2 separate regions of the Cyprinus carpio genome follow, and region 1 is linked to region 2. Evidence: chromatin contacts called from public Hi-C data. All regions are on one chromosome and are shown on one strand. The core of a region is the stretch at or near the end of the contact, and the rest is flanking DNA. Distances in the headings are between cores, read along the strand shown. Region 1 overlaps LOC109079579 (guanine nucleotide-binding protein G(olf) subunit alpha-like). Region 2 holds the start of LOC109083592 (obscurin-like).

Region 1 (4,001 bases), core at 427-2,926, 61 kb after region 2:
GAAAAGACTAAATAAACTGTACTGAACAATGACGTGACATGATCAAATAGAGGCGTGCACTAATGTGGCAAACATGTCAGCAGTGTGAAAGCATTTAAAACTATCCATGAAAGATGCAAAAATCATAACAAGCAACGACAGAGAGACTGTTTAGTACTGTATCACATGATGAGAAGAGGAAGGGTGGTTGTTGCTGGTTACTGTATGATGACTGAAATCGCAAAATGGCCTTGAAAAATTAGCAATTAGCCAGGGTTCAAAGTCCAAAGCGCAAGGAAAATCTGCGCTGAAATAGTCTTAGAAATAAAAATTGGCAAAATACATAGGGGAAATAAACATGGAAAACCGTGTTCGGTCTTCGGCCCTATGTTTATTTTCTTTGGTTTCGGCTAAGAATTTCCATTTCGCTGCATCCCATCCTTATTATAGACCTTAAACTCAAAGTAACCCACACTGAAAAAATTAGGTGTAGAAATACTTTTTAATCATAAATTGCTAGTAAATAATCACAAATAATTGCAAAGAATCAACAAACAACACCTTAAATTAAATGTGAAATTGTAAGTAGAAAGACTTTTTTCTTAAAATCATGTTTTCTTGTAAAGCATAATGGTTATCACTTTACAGTAAGGTTCATTAGTTAACTACAATAGTTAACATGAACTAAGAATGAAAAATACTTTGTTAGCATTTAATAATCTGAGTTTATATTAATTTCAGCATTTACTAATGCATTAAACTAGCAAGTCATGTTTGTTAACAGTGGTTACTGCTCTATGAACTAACATGAACAAACAATGAGCAACAGTGTTTCATTAACTAACATTAAAAAGATGTTAGTTAATACATTAACTAATGCTAACAAGTCACACCTTATTGTAAAGTACTTAAATCATCTTTGTTTTATTTGCAACTTTGAAAAATAATTTTTAGAGTGTACATATGTTGAAGTACTTGCCACAAGATATCTGTATGCCTGTTGTAAATCATTAAAAAGCTGTATTTAACATAAAAGCATGATGGTTTAATAATCACTATTGGTTTTCATAGCTTTGAGCAGTTGTGTCATTCTATTTTTAGCTAAATGCTGGCAAAATCTCCAAACAGAAACCCCAAATGCTAAAAATGGAAATCATAATCTGTTGCTATTTTTATCAACTGCACGTGTGCATGTTTGTTTGTGTATCTATGTAAGAAAAGGCAGAAAAAAAGGGCACCGGAAGAGAGAGAGAGAGCGCTGCTGTACATCAGTGAATGTTTATTCCCTCTAAGCACTTATGAGGGTCTGATATGTATAACCACACACACACACACACACACACACACAGGCTCTTTCTGCGCCTCACCTTCTCTTTCTGACCTTCCTTTGTTTACGCGCATTGCCGGGATACTCCCTTTGATTCGGCAGCGCGCACACACACACGTGACACCCTCCACCAGTGAGTGCTCTGCAGTGCTGTGCTATAAATAGCTCCTGCTTGCCCCGGCTGCGCTGTTCCTTTACATAAGCGCTGGCGGAGGGAGGAGGGGGACAGACAGCACAACCACAATCTCCATACAGCCAGGCCTGCAGAACGAACGCCACACACAACTGGGATCTCTCTCTCTCTTTCTCTTGCTCGCTCGCTCGGACTGCTGCTTTAACTGTTTCTGTAGTGTCCTCTATCACAACAGCACCGTCTCGGTCACACCGACCCACTTCCGCTCGAACGTGTATTTGTGTGACATCGACATGTAATCTGTTTTCTTTGAGCCTCAAAATAGACGTGCCATTAGAAATAGAAACGAACACAGACAGATGTCACAAAATCACGCAATCATGTAATGATCTCACAGGCCAAAGGGCAGTCAAGATGCACTGAGATAAAACAGCTGCATCAAATCCTCTAACAACATATTGTAACGACACTTAAGAATTGTCTTTATAATCTTGTAAAAATAATATAAAATTAATCACGATTTATCGCATCCAAAAAGTTTTTTTTTTACATAATATACGTGTGTGTACTGTGTATATTTATTATGTATATATAAAAACACACATGCACGTATATATTTCAGAAAATTTTTATTTGTATATATTAAATATATTTATAATATAAATTATATGAATATAAATATAGACATGTAAATATTTAAAAAAAATATATATAGTGTGTGTGTGCACTTATATATACATAATAAATATACACAGAACACACACATATATTATGAAAACAAAAGCTTTTATTTTTGGATGCGATTAATTGCAATTAATCGTATATATTATATATATATATATATATATATATAAAATAACACACACACACACACACAATTTTATACATTTCTAAGACAATATTTAGTCTCAGTTATGTCAGGTCTGTTTAAATAAAATTAAATATCAGGTAGGCCTATGTTTACATAAAATAAAACAAACAAAAAAATAACAGTTATCCATCTTTTTTATGTTATGTTTTGATGCCTGATTTCACTTCAAAAGTGAAATTCTTAAATGCATAAATAAATCTAAATATAAAAGAAAAAAATATTATTTAAGAATGCACGGTTTTCCAATTATAATTTATGTAATTTATACTTTCTGTAACATTAAACAATGTAGCTTTTAGTTTAATTTGAATTCATGGAAAATTATAAACAAATCTGTATTGAGTAAAATGTTATTATTTTACAGCAAAAGCATTTTTTATGAATTCATAATATTCAAAGTTACAAATACTCACATATTTGGATATAACATTGAGTTTTTTGTTAAAAGAAATGGCAAATGATTTGGAAAATTTGTAGAGTTTTAGTCTGAACTCTGCATGGCATGTTACAAGCTTTAAAAATGGTCTATTAAAAAACTGATATTGTTTATAAATATAATTATTTCTATATAAATAAACATTCCTAAATATCATTATTCTGTTCATTTAGTGAAATAGTGTGGAAAACATGCCTTTATAATTTATAACTACATTTTATTGTTTTGGTCCCCTAAGGCTTTACTTTAAATAATTTCAGAGTAAATATAAATGCATATAATAAATAATAAATGTGCATAACATTGTCAAATATTATCAAAAGAGCATAACATAGTCTAAATAATACTGAGATATAATTACTGGATTACTGGTGTTTGCTAAAGCCGGCATAACTATTATTATTGCTCATGCTTAGGGTTAGTGTTCTAAACAAACCTTTGACCCCAAGTATTAAAGTTTAGCACAGAACTTGTCCTGCAACATTAATGCCGTATGAATGACCTCCAATTATGTGGTTTGTTGAGGAGAGGTGTGCTATTACTTTTCCAGGCATTTAATAAACACTTGGGCAGACAAAATACAGGTGCAAAAAAGGACATACACAAGAAATACCTAGAAGGGTGTATTCTCTCAGTCCAGTTCAGCAAGCAACCAATCAGAACACTCCGGCAAATAGCAAATGCACAGAAACACACTGTGACTTTAAACTACTCAAAACACCTTAAACAACTGCAAAGCTCTGGCTGCATGATTTTGAAAAAAAAAAAAAAGCTGTGCTTGTACGTGGCTGCATAATTTGACCAAAATGATGTGATTATACATCAAAATAATACATTTAAATATTCATTTAAATTTAAATAATTGTTTTTATTTTTTATTAATATTTTCATTAATATTTTTACTTTAAATCATGTTACTAAATAAAAATATCATAATGTTACTATAATAAAACGTTACTATTGTAATCTTACATTGTAAAATAAACAGATCTAATATTTAAGAAACATAAAATTTGTATTTTACATTAAAACTTACTAAATTAACATTACAAAAAAATTACAGATTTTTTCATCAAAAAATAACCTAACCCTATCTTTAAATCATTTTAAAAGTTTTAAATTCCTTGTTTTATTGTTCTGATAGTTTTTTATGATTATTTTATTTCCTTTTATATAAAGCACTTTGAATTACCATTGTGTATGAAATAAACTTGCCTCGCCTAACCCTAACACTAATAATTACATCTTAATTTCT
Region 2 (4,224 bases), core at 869-3,368:
ACCGTAGCACTCTGAAAAAGGTGATGATCTATGACCTTTCCACATTCACTAAAACAACACGTCAAACATTATGGCTTGTCCTTAAAATTCGTTTTTTGTGTGTGTTCTTTAAACAGCATCATGATATCATGCTGCGACTGTGCGGAGGTGGCCAATGGGAGCTCACCAAACTCAAAGAGGCGTGAAACTTCAAACCCGCTATAATGAGAAATTATTGGTCCGTTTTGTAGTTATGGGTGCATTCAGTCGAGACTCTGGAGATATCTTGTCTGCTGTGATTTACTGAAGTTCTTGATACAGTAATTATGCAGTATGTATGAGTCATTTTGAAACTGTTTGTCTCAACGTACTTTTCATATAGCGATGTATTCCTTTTTTATTATGCAAGTTTTTGCTGCTTCATTCAACCTTTATTGATTGTTTGCACAAAAATGGGATTTTTATTATGAAGGACATTTAAGAGTATTTCAAGAATAATTTTGGATAAAGTGACTACAGAACATTTCAAATATACAGTATATATTATAAATATAAAATATTTTATTAACACGGCTGATATTAAACTATTAATTCCCAAGCAAATGTCAAAATGGTCTTTTTGGTCATAGGTGGTCATAAGAACCTTTTTTGTAAAGATGTTTACTCTAATGTTTGGCTGCAAGTTATTGTGGATGGAAAATATTAATTTCTGTAATTTCTCTGCCTGACCAGTAGAGGGCCAACATTTTCCTGCCACAGAGCTGAATCCCAATTCAACTCCATTAATAATTACGAGTTTAATTAAGCTCATTCTCTATTCCTAATACATACTCTATTAATACATTTGAGCAATAAACACTCTTAAATAAATACTTTTTCTCAAATGCATTATTTTAAATGTATTTGAGAATAAGAAGACAAAAGTATTTATCTATCAGGAAAGGTGTGATCGGTCTGGAAGTACAGCCCCATATCCCACTATATATCCCTGCTAGAATACAGTATACTTATCTCCAAGTTAAAATTAGCAAACTTTCTCACTTTATATGTTTAGAAACAACTTGATCTGATCTGTATTTTGTATTTATAGTAGTATGTGTATATATGTGGCATACATATACAACCTCTGGCCACAGTACACTCTATCTCAAAGAGTTAGTGGTGTATATGCAGTTTATCTGTTGCCATGCAGGGAACACTAACAGTTTAGTTAACAGTTTATACTAGTTCTTAAAAGAAGAAAACATGGATAATTTGCATAACCAAACATTTATGTTAGCATTGCCGTACAAGCGCTGAGCATTTGTGGTACATTAAAACCAGGCAGGGTTGTGAAAGTTGCACATTTGCAAACTAAAGCAGCAAAATTATCCCTCCCACCAAAGAGTGTGACTGATCCCACTGCTTGACTTTCAGACAGTTTTAAATGTGAGCCTGGTCAATCTGCTGCTGTCAGTCAACAGGCACGGGAAAGACCCGCTAGTCATTCAGGAAAATATGAGACATATAATAACTATGGAATAACTAAACCATCACAAGAGTTTAATTTTAGTGAAATGATTTCAGATGAATAAGAATTAAAATAGTTTTCTTACTGTAGCCACCTAGGTGTATTGAATCTTAAAATTTAAACCAACTGCTTAAATGCACACAGTAATTTGCAGGATTGTTCCAATATATAGTTCATAAAGGAAAAGGATGTTAAACCTTTTGGTAAAATGCCACATACCCAAACCTATGTCAGTATAGCCTATTTTGAAACACTTGTTTTTCTTTGTCTATGTTTGTTTCTAAATAATAATAAATAGAAAAAAACAATAGGCAATACAATTTGATTTGTCATAATGCAATGCAATGTCATTTAAAATCATCCTTGTGACAATTGCACTGATCAGAAGAAGCCTATCTACTGCAACAGATACCTTGAGTCCATAATATAATAACAATAATGTGCAATTTGTTACTGCATTAAGGAAACAAAGCAATAGCTTTGGTGGAAAAAAAAAAAACTGCCTAAACTGCTAAAACGGTTTGTCATACAGGATGAGGTGACAATAACTGTCTCACTTCACCGAAATTTGCTCCGGTAAGTAACGGATCTATTTTCAACGGGAGGCTGGACCGATACAGGAGCGTCACACAACACAGCAAAGACACTGTGGGATAAAACACACTGTCCTCCCCCTCTACAGTCCACGGAATTTACCTGTTTTCACGAGGATATCTTCACATGCCAACATCGGATATTTATGAACATCTGCACCGGTTTATATCAGTAGCTTGACGGGAAAAATGTAAGAGGCGATTTTTTTTTTTTATCGTTATGAAATATTAAAACGTAAAACTTTCAATATCTGAGGGAATACTTTTCAATGTTTCTATGTTATTTTATTACATATGTCGCAAATTCAACAAGTTTGAACTGATTAAGTTAGGGTACTTTATTATTTTGTTGCTCAGTTTAAATTTTAAAGTTTTTCATTATGAAAACGATTTCATTTTTTTTTCTCGCAAGTAGAGATCCACACAGGCAAAAACGTCTCCTGATCTTTGAAACGAAATTTATAAGTTTAGAAACATGCCATTCACAAATACATATATATCACACAGCAGGTCAAAATCTCTTCTACAAATGGACATAGTGCAGACGGAGTCCGACAGCTGAGGTTATTTTTGGGACAGGCAGCTGAGGGGAGTGAGGTGTTAGAGCTGGCAAATGTCATGCTTTTCAAAGACCAACATCCTTTTGTTTAACTTTGTTACACTGAAATTCTACCTCATCAGTAAAACTGACTTTCTGTGGTGATATTTCACTAGATCAGTCACTGTTCTGTTGATGAAGTTGATGACCTCTTAATGTTATAAAGATGTAGGTCAATACAATTATTGTTTCTAGATACAAGGCTGGTTATTTTAAATTGGGCGTTCCAAGTTCTGTCAAAAGTGGACAATGTTCATTTTGACCACCCAGTGTTTTGTGACTTCCAGTGCATGTCCATTTGCTCTGATGTCATTTATATACTAGTATCCCCCCAAACAATGACAATATAATTTTTAGTCAGTTTACATTTACAGTTGTTCTCTTTTTGGAAAATGGACAAAAGATATCTGGTCTTGTTTTTAAGTTTTATTTTATTGCATGCAGGAAAGTGTACCAGAGTGACAATATTACAATGTATCACATCAGCTTAAGTATTGCTACATAGAAAATGTTAAATTCTCACACATGGCAAACTTGTTTTAATGCTTTGTTTATACATTTGACTCTTTAAACCAACTAGCATTATTTCACATTTGTGGTGGGATACTGGAGAGGTTTGAGTGGGCATCTCTAAAAGTAGGCCTCTCTCATTTCTCAAAATGTCTATTTCAGGATCTTCTTGACATGGTTGTTTGTCATAAGCAGACCCTCTTTATTCAAACCGACTTACAGTATGATAAACTGAGAGGCAGCTTTTTTAGAAATGTCTTTGAGATTAGTTGCAAGATTTAATGGTGACAAGATGCAAATACGTAAAGCTTTTATATAATCTCAAGTTCTTATGTTTCTCCTCTATGCATTGACCACAACTTTAACTTTTATTAAAGTGTGTTGTTTCATCTCTACAGAAAGCAAGAATGGATCAGAATTTATTTGGCGGGGCTCCACGCTTCCTAACTCGACCCAAGGCCTTCTCGCTGTGCGTGGGACGAGATGCCTCCCTCAGCTGCACTATTGTGGGAAACCCTGTTCCTGTAGTCACCTGGGAGAAAGACAAGATGCTTCTTTCTGCAGGTGGACGCTTCAAGAAAGTAGAAGATGGTGACGTTTACCGACTTACCATTTACGATCTAACTCTAGAAGACAGTGGTCAGTACATGTGTCGTGCCAAGAACAATGTCGGAGAGGCATATGCAGCTGTGACCCTGAAGGTGGGACTGCCGGAAACTGTGATTGATCGGGCCCCAGTGTTTACAGTAAAGCCTGTCTCCACCCGTGTGGGTCTAGGGGGTGAGGTGACCTTCTATTGTCGGGTGGCAGCCCATCCGGCACCCAACTTTGACTGGGAAAAGGATGGTCGCTACTTGGGTGAGACCAACCGCATCAAGATAATCTCGGAAAAAGACTCCAGCTCCATGAGGATCCAGAGTGTCAGGAGCTTGGACAGTGGTACCTACACCTGCCGTGCACAGAACTCCATTGGCCGTGCTCAGGCCGCTGCTTCTCTGGTGGTCGACCTTCAAGATACACGTCTCCTGAATGCA

Evidence for each region. A called contact is a pair of places that touch in the nucleus more often than the background predicts.
Region 1: a contact with region 2 is called in a Hi-C map of skeletal muscle, with 2.8 times the contacts expected there. The contact joins the enhancer-like site here to the promoter of LOC109083592 in region 2. A contact is called at or near these places in 2 of 8 Hi-C or Micro-C datasets (both in skeletal muscle).

Annotation. Positions count from the first base shown.
Region 1 is chrB24:20,336,450-20,340,450 of ASM1834038v1, forward strand. All of the region lies in intron 5 of LOC109079579 (guanine nucleotide-binding protein G(olf) subunit alpha-like), which reads right to left. Among protein-coding and RNA genes, the nearest start is that of LOC109079579, 14 kb to the right of the region's middle. Within about 2 kb of position 1,677, at least 4 of the 8 cell types and tissues checked have an H3K27ac peak or open chromatin away from gene starts, as enhancers often do. A contact at or near this core is called in skeletal muscle, where this site is marked.
Region 2 is chrB24:20,275,353-20,279,576 of ASM1834038v1, forward strand. It overlaps LOC109083592 (obscurin-like), which reads left to right and starts at 2,119. Exons shown (of 85, transcript XM_042752096.1): 1 at 2,119-2,273; 2 at 3,589-4,224. The coding sequence starts at 3,598. It overlaps abcd4 (ATP-binding cassette sub-family D member 4), which reads left to right. Exons shown (of 18, transcript XR_006158453.1): 17 at 1-20; 18 at 117-509.